Regions from separate parts of the Mus musculus genome. Here region 1 is linked to region 2. A link is a contact called in public ChIA-PET data. All regions are on one chromosome and are shown on one strand. The core of a region is the stretch at or near the end of the contact, and the rest is flanking DNA. Distances in the headings are between cores, read along the strand shown. Region 1 has its middle 48 kb from the start of n-TEttc7. Region 2 overlaps Atp10a (ATPase, class V, type 10A).

Region 1 (5,295 bases), core at 2,513-5,012, 300 kb before region 2:
TATAGCTCAAAGCAATATGTCTATCCCTGAATTTGGCTATGGGGTCATTAGGAGTCTCAAATAATAATGTATGACATCAATTGGATACTAGGGGTTTAATAAGATTTCCTTTTGTGTTAATGGGCACCTTTCTATACCAAGTTTAACAAAGAAATAATTGGATGAAATTAGGAATCTCTTTTTATTGAATATGCTAACATTCCTGGAGACAATGTCATATATGAGACAAGCATAATTTCTGGAAATTATTTAAAGACTTCTAGTGTCTTTTGTCTTCTATTCACATTATTTATGTTTTGCCTGCAATGAGGAAACCTCCCAACCTGAGGTTGTACTTGGCTGATTCTTAGTAGATAGAAAAAAACTTTACCTGTGAGCTTCAAGAATCATGCTTTTTCTGTGGAAACCATACTTCTCTTGCTCTTAGAGTCAATTTTCTGTTTTATGTGTCACTGGTTCCATGCTTCTCACATTGCCTGGCATCAGACTGCTATATACATGAGAATGTAGAGATCGCCCACTGACTATGATGACCATTTAAATCTATGTCTGTTTATGCCACAGTGACAGCAGGTGCTTTTCTTTTGCCTGTACCTCTCCTTGTTGTAGACCTCCAACAGGAGATTTAAAAAATGGCCTCTGCCACTAATTTGTAAGGCCACTAATCTTACAGCTCAACTATAGGGAGAATTCAATCAAGAGCTAGAAGTGCAAATAACTGTAATAAAAATCAGGCAGCACTAGATTATCACTTATTAGAAATATCTGGGATGCCAGCAACTCTCTGACCTATACTGTTTTCATTTATGTGACAACTCCCAATAAATTAACATGACCGGAACAATGGTAAGACACTGACATTTCTCACAATAACAGCTTTGGTCACCCTGGTTTGGATGAATCTCCCAATTCTTGGACCTTGGCCTTTGCTGCTTCCCTGTTCTTATCTGTACCCAGATTTCTGTGGCCAGACTTGTTACCCTTATAATGACTTGCTTCTTGAAGATATTTTGAAAACATTAAAAAGAGAAACATAGAGGGGTTTGAAATAAGGTTATGTGAGGTTATAATGAATTTGTGACATAGGGACATCTGGCCTTGATTGATATTTCTCAAGAAGGCAATTTGGAATGTACACAAATGTGGGAAGGAACATTGGGATGCCAGTGGCCTTCCTCAAATTCTAGAGAATAGTTGGTGTAAAAGATATTCCCATATCTCAGATTTTTATTTCTGAAGAAAAATAGTATTGTTGTACTTTACATAACCTTGAACATGTTGGCCTACAAGTCAGACTTCCTTGCTGACTGTAAATGTGTCCTGTTATCAAAACAGCTGTAAGAATAAAATATGACCCTTGTGATGCCATGTACTCATGGGCTGGGTGGCCTTGGCTTCCTTGGTTTCCTGGCTCAGCTCTTCAGCATTAATCAGAAGTGACTTAGCTGACTTCTCACATTGTAATTGTCAAGGGGTTATTTAGAAGAGGGAGTCATAGGAAATGTGATGAAAGAAGAAATGAGATGATATACATGCTGGTGAACTACTATGTGCAGATGCCAGAAAACCCTGGATGCAGACCCTTCAGGGAGAACAGAGCTTCTAATTCTCTTCTTGCTTTGAGACTTACAGATGACATGTATGTTCTTTGGTGCCACAGCCACCAAAGTATGCTACAAAACTGTGCTAAGTCCGCAGAAAATCATGAATATAGTTTTATGTTGGCCTCCTTCCCTCCTCAGCTACTTCCTTTCCTTTCTTCCCCTTCTCTCTTTTTCTTTCTTCCTCTCTTCCTCTCTTTCATTCATTCATTCATTCATTCATTCTTTCTTTCTTTCTTTCTTTCTTCCTTCCTTCCCTTCTCTCTCTCTTTTTCTTTCTTTCTTTCTTTCTTTCTTTCTTTCTTTCTTTCTTTCTTTCGTTCGTTCTTTCTTTCTTTCTTCTGTCATTCTCTCTGTCTCACTTCTCTCTCTCTCTCTCTCTTTGTCTCTCTGTCTCTCTCTCTATCATTTCTTTCATTTCTAAATATTGTCCACTAACACTTAGTAATTTCAACAGCCTGACATTAGCAATAGCAACCAAAGCAAACTCTCCAACCCCAGGAAGGAGTAACTTACATTACCAAATTTAATATACATTTAAAAAATTTATTTATTTATTTAAAACATATATTTAGAAAACACACACATATACATGTATATATGGCAAGGAAATACTGAAGGGATTCTGCAAAGAAAAGAAAGCATTCATGTTGTATAGCAAGAGTGCTATGATTACCACCATCTGAGGGGGTGCTAAGCTTGAGTCTGTGGGAAAGGACACACATTCAGCTTCTGATGAGTAATCATTTGTTGTTAATGTTGAATAGGGACAAACTATTCAATTCATCACTTCTAAGAATTGACAGTCAAGGGTCCCTTTTGTCTTCTCATAAACAATGGGGCATCTTGAGATTTCCAGTCCTGCTACAGGAAATTGGGCTTTATTACAGCAGGCCATTCCCCTGGATATGTATATGGAGGATGAAGAGCCTTTAATCATTAATGATGTTACTAGCATAGCAGGGCTCAGGTTAGGGTTCACCACATCTCTTTCTCTGTCCTTCAGATTGGGTGTTTCTCAGAGACTGAGCAAATAACTCTTCAGAAGGCAGGGAGAGACCACAGAAAAACTTCAGGAATGTCAAATAGTTGGTAGGTGTTATCTGTATTCAGCAACTACTTCTGCCCTAGGCAATGAGATTCATGACCAGACAAATCAGGTGATCTCTCTGTTGAACAGTTTCCTTTTTTAAAAAAGAAATGATAGAAAGAAAGAAAGAAAGAAAGAAAGAAAGAGAGAGAGAGAGAGAGAGAGAGAGAGAGAGAAAGGAAAGAGAGAGAGAAAGAAAGAGAGAGGGGGGAGGGAGGGAGGGAGGAAGGAAGGGAGGGAGGGAGGGAGGGAGGGAGGGAGGAAGGAAGGAAGGAAGGAAGGAAGGAAGGAAGGAAGGAAGGAAGGAAGGAAGGAAGGACTTCTAAGCATGATTTCCTTAGGACTGTAGTGATACTAAACTGAATCACTCCCAGCCAAATCCTTAGATCTGGAGGCCACTCCTAAGCGTATATACTCCCAGAATCACTGCCAGTGATAGCTTTAGTGCTACCAGCTAGGAATTTTCACCTATGCCTACAAAATTCTAAGGGAAAAAAATCACAATCCTCATTTGTCATCAGGGATTCTAATTGCATGATCTCATATTTACACTATTATGAGACTACAGTGTAAACTTCGTTAGATTCAAGTACCACCATGAACTGTAATATTCTCAGAACTTGCTAATTGGATCTTCCTAAGCAATAAAATCAGTCATCAGAGGAATATCATCAAGTAAATCTTTCAAAGGTCTTAAATTTTATGCAGCAACTTGAAGCATTTGTCTGCTGGTTTTTGTTTGTTCGTTTTTGGTATCTGTTTGTTTTGGGTTTTTACTTGAGAAGGCAAATGGTTTAGGTTCAGTTGTGGAAACCCATTATTTAGAAAAAAAAAGCAGCTATAATCATTGAAGCAAAATGTTACTGGAAACCATTACATTACTCTGACAGACTTAATTCACCTCACATTGTTACAAGGAGCTCACTAGAGATGACCACTCAGACACAATTGAAAGTCTTTATTCTAGCTGACTGGAACCACACCCACAAGTTTGGGGTGTACCCTTGAGTGTCCAAAACACGAGGTTTTCAAAGGCAGAAACCACTTCCTGGCATCTCACCCTACAGCTTCATGGGGCTTCTCAGATGTGCTTTGAAGCAAGCAGTTTTAGCAGAAACTTAGTGGTTAATTGCAGTAGGTGCCACACAAACAGGCAGTTTAACAAAAGCAGAGATAAGTTAGTTATGACATCCTGACCAACATTTGGATCCTAGACTAGAGTTGTGCAATTTTCCATGGGATTCCCCTTCAAGGAGATCAAATTCTAGTTAACTATGAAATGACCTCAGCAATAATACAAAATGGAGGAACCTCTGGATTGTCACGGCATGATTATCTCCAGTTGTGTCTGTTTTCCTGCAAATGTCGTGACTTCACTCTTCTTTGTGGTTAAAAACTTTTTCCTGTATGTGTGTGTGTGTGTGTGTGTGTGTGTGTGTGTGGGTGTGGGTGTGTGTGTGTGTGTGTGTTTGTAGTTTTTTGAGACAAGGTTTCTCACTGTAACCAGCCCTGGCTTTCCTGGACTTGTTTTGTAGATCATGCTGGCCTTCAGCTCACAGAGATTCATCTGCTACCCTTCAAATGCATGTGCCACCATGCCTGGCTCTATCTATTTTTTCCCCTGTTTTTTTTAATTTGTTCTTCTGCCGAGGGACACCAAGGTTGGTTCCATAACTTAGCTATTGTTGACAATGCTACACTAACTATTGATGTGTGCATTACCCTGTGATGTATACATCACTACCTTTGTTATCATTTGTTTCCTTGACTGAGGTGATGTAGACTCTTAATGTAGTTTTAATTTGCATTTTCCATGATAGCAAGTGGAACTGAGCATGTTCTCTCGTGAGTTTATTGGCCGATTTTACTTTGTCTTTTTTTTTCCATTTTTTATTAGGTATTTAGCTCATTTACATTTCCAATGCTATACCAAAAGTCCCCCATACCCACCCACCCCCACTCCCCTACCCACCCACTCCCCCTTTTTGGCCCTGGCGTTCCCCTGTACTGGGGCATATAAAGTTTGCGTGTCCAATGGGCCTCTCTTTCCAGTGATGGCCGACTAGGCCATCTTTTGATACATATGCAGCTAGAGTCAAGAGCTCCGGGGTACTGGTTAGTTCATAATGTTGTTCCACCTATAGGGTTGCAGATCCCTTTAGCTCCTTGGCTACTTTCTCTAGCTCCTCCATTGGGAGCCCTATGATCCATCCATTAGCTGACTGTGAGCATCCACTTCTGTGTTTGCTAGGCCCCGGCATAGTCTCACAAGAGACAGCTACATCTGGGTCCTTTCAATAAAATCTTGCTAGTGTATGCAATGGTGTCAGCGTTTGGATGCTGATTATGGGGTGGATCCCTGGATATGGCAGTCTCTACATGGTCCATCCTTTCATCTCAGCTCCAAACTTTGTCTCTGTAACTCTTTCCAAGGGTGTTTTGTTCCCAATTCTAAGGAGGGGCATAGTGTCCACACTTCAGTCTTCATTCTTCTTGAGTTTCATGTGTTTAGCAAATTGTATCTTATATCTTGGGTATCCTAGGTTTGGGGCTAATATCCACTTATCAGTGAGTACATATTGTGTGAGTTTCTTTGTGAATGTG
Region 2 (5,723 bases), core at 3,210-5,709:
TCTACAGGTGTACCTCTGCATTTCTCCACATGGTTTGTTTAGTTTGCATGTGGCCTCCAAGAGAAAAGCTATGTTTCAGTTCTCACTGTGGTGAGAGCGTGTCTTGGAGTGTCACCCATCCACAGGTAGATAGAGGAGGTGGAAGCTGTGAGATGGGGATGCAAAGCAGACCTTACAAGGCATGAAATTGACTTCAAGAAAAGCTGTCACCTACGCAGGTGTGGATGGAATTGTGCTATCTGACAGGATCAATCTGGGATTCAATAGTGAGATGAATTCAGAGCCTTCCACTTTATTTATGCTAATGAATGACTCATGTGCTGCAGAGTGACTTAAGGGCCCCTTGAGAATCTTAACTAATCTGAGACTGGGACAAATCTAAACTTCTCTAGCCCGTCAGATTCAGTAAAGCAATTTTTAGTCACTCATACTAAAGTGTATGTGTCAGAATGCCTTACTCCCCACTGTTCCTCACCTACTAAAGGCCAAGAAATGTGGGTGTCACTGACTGATGAGAAGTGGCCTCCCCTAAGCTCCAAAGTCAGTTACATGGAAATATCAGAGGAAAGGTTCATAGGTCTGGAATTGGCCCAGAGCCCTTTAAAGATATTCTCTCTGTGTCTTTGTCTTTGTCTCTGTCTCTGTCTCTCTATCTCTGTCTGTCTCTCCATCTCCGTCTCCGTCTCTGTCTCTGTCTCTCTCCTTCACTAGTGGACACTTAGGGTGTATGAAGCCCTGAGATCAACAACCAGTAATTCAATATGCTTCCCACTTCCACTCCAAAGATTCAACTAAGTGAAAATGTCGAATTTAAACTTTGTCTTCGAGTTAAAAGAACAAATAGTTCTTGTTTACCTGGCGTGACTGACTTTCATCAGTGGCACCTGTCATGGGCTGAAAGTAAGCTTTTCATTGTGTGGAGAGAAAGGCTAACTTAGGTCAACTTCAAAGGCTTACACATCTACGTTTGTTTTGGACAAAACATCAAATGGTTGGTTGGTTTGCTCATCCGGCCTTTATCAAGTACGAGGAGCCTTGACCACCAAGCAGGAAATTCTCCAGAGTAGACTCTGAAGCCTGTGTTTTTTCCTTGGCTCAGGAGATCCTATGTACTGTGGACTGTTGTCATTTCCCTTAGAAAGGCTGGAACGGGATTTTTCAGGGTCAGAGTCTAAGACTGTTAAAGCATCAGAAATCAAAGCCCCCCCCCCCCTTTTGGTGGAGGGGGTGGGAAAGAGAATCTGGAGTTCTCGCTCATCCTCAGCCCCATAGTGAATTTGAGGCTAGCCTGGGCTCCTTGTCTTTCACTGAAACACATGATTAAGATAACCAAATAGGCTTATTTGATTTATCATTTAGGAGGAGTCAGTTCATGAGCTATTGGTTGAGTAGATGCAGTAGGAGCACAGACTGAACAAACTCACTCACACATGGCCAGAAAGAGAAGAGGGAGAGGAAGGGGTCAGTGGTCCCATTGTTCCCCAGTGACTTCTCCCAACTGGCCCAATGTCTTATAGATTCTATCAGGTTCCAATGGCATCACTGTAACATCTAGGGGATACGTACAGTCTACACTGTGACATTTTCTGATAAAGTGGCAAGATACCTTCACCCTTTAGCAGTGCCAGCTATACTCCCTTCACCCACTGGGTGCTGCACCCTTTCCCAGGTGTGCACTGACATTTTAATTTTTTACTTATACTGAAAATACAATACATTTCATACAATATATCCAGATTATGGCTTTACTTCCGCCTACGTCTCCCAGTTCCTCCCTATCTTTCCTCCCACCCAGACTCAGACCCTCGCAGATCCTTGGTAGAAAACAAACAAGCATATAAAGAACAATAACAAAATACAATAAGCTAAAACAAAGCAAACCAGTAGGGATAGCACAAAACGGGGGAAAAAAGACCCAAAGAAAAAGCACAAGAGGATGCAGAGGCACAGGTTTGCATACACGCAATCCCATGGAGACATAAAGTGGGAAGCCAAAACTATATATGCAAAGGACCTATAAAGGTTTTTTTGTTGTTGTTGTTGTTGGTTATTTTATTTTATTTTTTAAAAAGATGCTCTGACTCAACATTATGAGACAAAGACCCTCCCCAAATGCCACTGAACTCATTTTTGTTGGCTGTCTACTTCTGAGCATGGGGCCTGCCCTTAAGAGTGTTTTGTTTCTTCAGTGAGACTCCCTTTGAGAAAAACTAATTTTTTTCAAATAGTTGGAGATAGATTTTGGGTCAGTAATGTGTACATTTCTCTTTTCAGCTCTGGGAGCCCACCTGGTGCGGACCCATGCAGGCCCTGTGCACGCTGCCGCAGTCTCTGAGTTTTTATGCGCATCTCTTGTGCTGTGCTTGGAAGGCCATATTTCCTTGTTCTCCATTCACTTTGGCTCACACACTTTCCACCTCCTCTTCCACCAAGTTCCATGAGCCTTGAGATTTGTTGTTGAGGGATTTGTTGGAGGCATCCCATTTATTGTGGAGGATTTCAAGGTCTCTTATTCTCTGCATATTTTCTGGCTCTGGGTTTCTGTATTCATTCCCATTTGCTAAAGGAGAAAGCGTCTCTGATGGCTGAGCAAGGCACTGATCTTACTCATAGATTCCCATGGGACTCTATTAACCAGCAACTCAATTAGATGTAGCCAAGTCCAGACTGGGAACTTTCTTTGGTAATGAGACATGTTCAGTTGGACTCTCTCCCGCCTATTATTTGGTGATATCATTTAAATCTCCATTATATATTTATATACAGTAGGAAGCTTCTACTATATTAGGATTCTCTATGAGCCCTCACATGGCCCTTAGTTTTAGCATCCCTCTCTGTATTTCCTCTCTTGCTCTCTCTTTCCTCCTTCCCCCATTTGATCTTCCCATTTCACTCCCCCATCTACAAGTCCATCCTTAACTATCTATTCTTATTCCTAGGAAGATACAGCCTTCCTCTCTACCTCCTTACTCTGTACCTAGCCTCAGTGATTATATGGTTTGTAATTTATCAATGACTTAACAACTAGCATCCACATATAGGAGGATGCATACTATATTTGTCTTTCTGGGTCTAGGTTAGCTCACTCAGGATGATTTTTCTAGTAACATGTATTTACCCATGAATTTCATGATTTCATTTTTAAACAGTGAGTGTAATAGTCCCTTGTGTAAATGTATCTCATTTTCTTTATCCTTTCATCTATTGATGGACATCTAGTTTTCTTCTAGTTTCTAGCTATTATGAGGAGAGCCACAAAAAAACAAAACAAAACAAAAAGTTAAAAAAAAAAAAAAAACAAAAACCAAAAGGAAACCATGGTTGAGCAAGTGTTTTTTGCAACAGAATGAAAGTTCCTTTGAGTATATACTCAAGAGTAGTATGGCTGGATCTTGAGGTAAACCCTTTCCCAGCTTCCAGAGGAACCTCCAGCCTGAGTTCCCTAGTTGCTGTACAAGTTTGGATGAATACTCTCCTTACTCTACATTGCTGCCTGCATGACTTGCTATTTCTTATATTGATCTTGGCCATTCTGTCTGATGTGAGATGAAATCTCAAAAGTGTTTTGATTTACACTTCCCTGATGACCAACGATGTTAACCATTTCTTTAAGGGTTTCTCAGTCATTTGAATTTCTCCTTTTGAGATTTCTGTTTAGATCTATACACTATTTTTAAATTTGGTTGTTTTCTTGATGTTCAGGTTTTTTTTTTTTTGAGTTCTTTATATATTTTGGATATTGATCCTCTGTAGAAGGTGGAGTTGGTAAAAAATGTGTAGCCTGTACCTTTGAATGGTGGTGTCCTTTGGTGTACGTAGCTTTTTAGTTTCACTAACACATTAACTGTTGATCTGAGTACATATGCGAATGGAATTCTGTTCAGGAAGTCTTTTCTTGTGCTAATGACTTCAAGACTATTGTACATTTTGGTCCTCTGGAACCTAAGTGCTGCCAACTCTTTCAACATAGACTAAGCAACATAGAAACTCACCCGTTAAGTCTTAACAGAAAATGTCCAGCGGAATGGAGGAGAAAGGCAGCTTGTGTCTTGCCAAGAGAAAGTGATGCCTCATATGAAGGTATGAATGATACTCTTGGCTCATATCCCAGCTTCTAGACCGCAGGGCCCAGCACTGCTCAGTCATCTCTGCTCATTTTCACTTTCGGTCTGGAGGAGCTAGGAGTAGAGACACCTGCTGACGTGTTTCAGCTGCCAGATCTAAGGGTTTTTACAGCTCTAGTTATGGGCAGCATAGCTGAGGTCTCCTACACACATATTTTAGACTACTAAAATCAAGAATTACACATTCTGGAACTTAAACCTGAATTTATTTTCTCAGTCCTGGAGACTGGACGTTAGGGGTCAAGGTAGGGTTGGCTAGGGCTTGGTAGGGTTGGCTCCATCTGAGCTGCTCTCTTCAGTTTGTGGGTAGCCATTTCTTTAGTCTTCACTGGTTCTTTCCTCTGTGACCTCATCTCCTGTCTTTATAAGGAGACAGTCACAATGGGTCAGGGCCTACTCTAACACTCCATTTTAACTCACATCTTCAAAGGCTTGTTCCATGTATACAGTCATATTTGGTAGTTCTGCATAGGACTTTGAAAGAGGCACAATTCAACCATCAGTGTATTTTCAGAGGGAACTTTACTCCATGTGCAGTGTCAGTCACATTGGTCATCTCCATGAGCTCATTCAAGCTCACTCTGCTCCCAGAGGTGGAAAGTGCCTTTTCTTGATGAATTTCCGGCCGGAAAAATCAGCAATAGTAGAAGAGAACCTTGGCTCAGTAATATATGGCTCCATTCTTCCAGAAAGCTGACTGTCTGTGTATTAATGTGCTAATTACTAAAATCTGGGAATGACAGGGCATCATAAGGAGCCAGAATCTGTGATGGAACAATATTCAGAACTTGTGCTACATGGATTTATTTGTTTGTTTGTTTTTAGAGATGTGTTAAATGTCAAGCTATTAGTTGCCAAGACAGAAGAATCTTTTTCCTCAAGTTTTTTGTTTTTTTTTTTTCTTTTTTTTTTTTTTCTGTAGAAATAGTGAAAGAACACCTTTCAACCCCTGGCTAGAATATACTTTTTATTATAGGATTTCCTTGAGGGAAGACTAATTTCCACTGGAAGAGATATCTTGTGTTTCCCAAGTTGGTGTTTGTTTTACATTACAAAAAGAGCCGGGCCTTGGTTTGCTTTGTTCCCACAGTTAATGAAAAAATAGCAAGCACAGATCTGCTGAGAGTCCGTTTAGAAGCCTGACCTTGTGTTGGAGGTGGGCAGGGTGCTGCTGGACTGGAGGAGTGGGGCACATCTATGGCTTGGGCCCCTGCTTTTCTGCCGCATTATAAGCCTGTATTTCTAAGACTGCATCTGTGAAATAACTGCATCAGAAAGCATGAGCACTGTTTTAAGCAAAGGGAACAATTTTCCTCTGATTGCACTGTCCACCCAATGTCCTCAGTTAACTGTGGCACGAGCACTGGGAAAGGTTTAGTTCTGACCTCTCTCCACTCTCCTGGGCTGGGTCTTGACTGACAGCGTTTTATTAGTGGTCTAGTCACTTCCCGATCAAGCTCAGTCCTGCCTCTGAAGTCTCTCTGACCCTGTGTGTTCAGGTACACGTTCCCTGAAATGGTGGCCACTGTTTACCTGTACACACGAGCTACTGCTAGTGCAATCAGAACGTGATCCTCACCAGGACCCAGCAGGCTTATT

What was found. ChIA-PET counts read pairs in DNA pulled down with a chosen protein or histone mark.
Region 1: an RNA polymerase II ChIA-PET map of memory CD8 T cells shows a contact between it and region 2, with 43 read pairs. The contact joins two enhancer-like sites. A contact is called at or near these places in 1 of 15 datasets of contacts at CTCF or cohesin (the NIH/3T3 cell line), 2 of 484 Hi-C or Micro-C datasets (cumulus cells and memory CD8 T cells) and 2 of 115 datasets of contacts at active chromatin or transcription factors (effector CD8 T cells and memory CD8 T cells).

Annotation. Positions count from the first base shown.
Region 1 is chr7:58,445,064-58,450,358 of GRCm38.p6, forward strand. No RefSeq gene overlaps it. Among named protein-coding and RNA genes, the nearest start is that of n-TEttc7, 48 kb to the left of the region's middle. Within about 2 kb of position 3,763, at least 42 of the 459 cell types and tissues checked have an H3K27ac peak or open chromatin away from gene starts, as enhancers often do. A contact at or near this core is called in memory CD8 T cells, where this site is marked.
Region 2 is chr7:58,745,987-58,751,709 of GRCm38.p6, forward strand. All of the region lies in intron 2 of Atp10a (ATPase, class V, type 10A), which reads left to right. Among named protein-coding and RNA genes, the nearest start is that of Gm39019, 18 kb to the left of the region's middle. Within about 2 kb of position 4,460, at least 98 of the 459 cell types and tissues checked have an H3K27ac peak or open chromatin away from gene starts, as enhancers often do. A contact at or near this core is called in memory CD8 T cells, where this site is marked.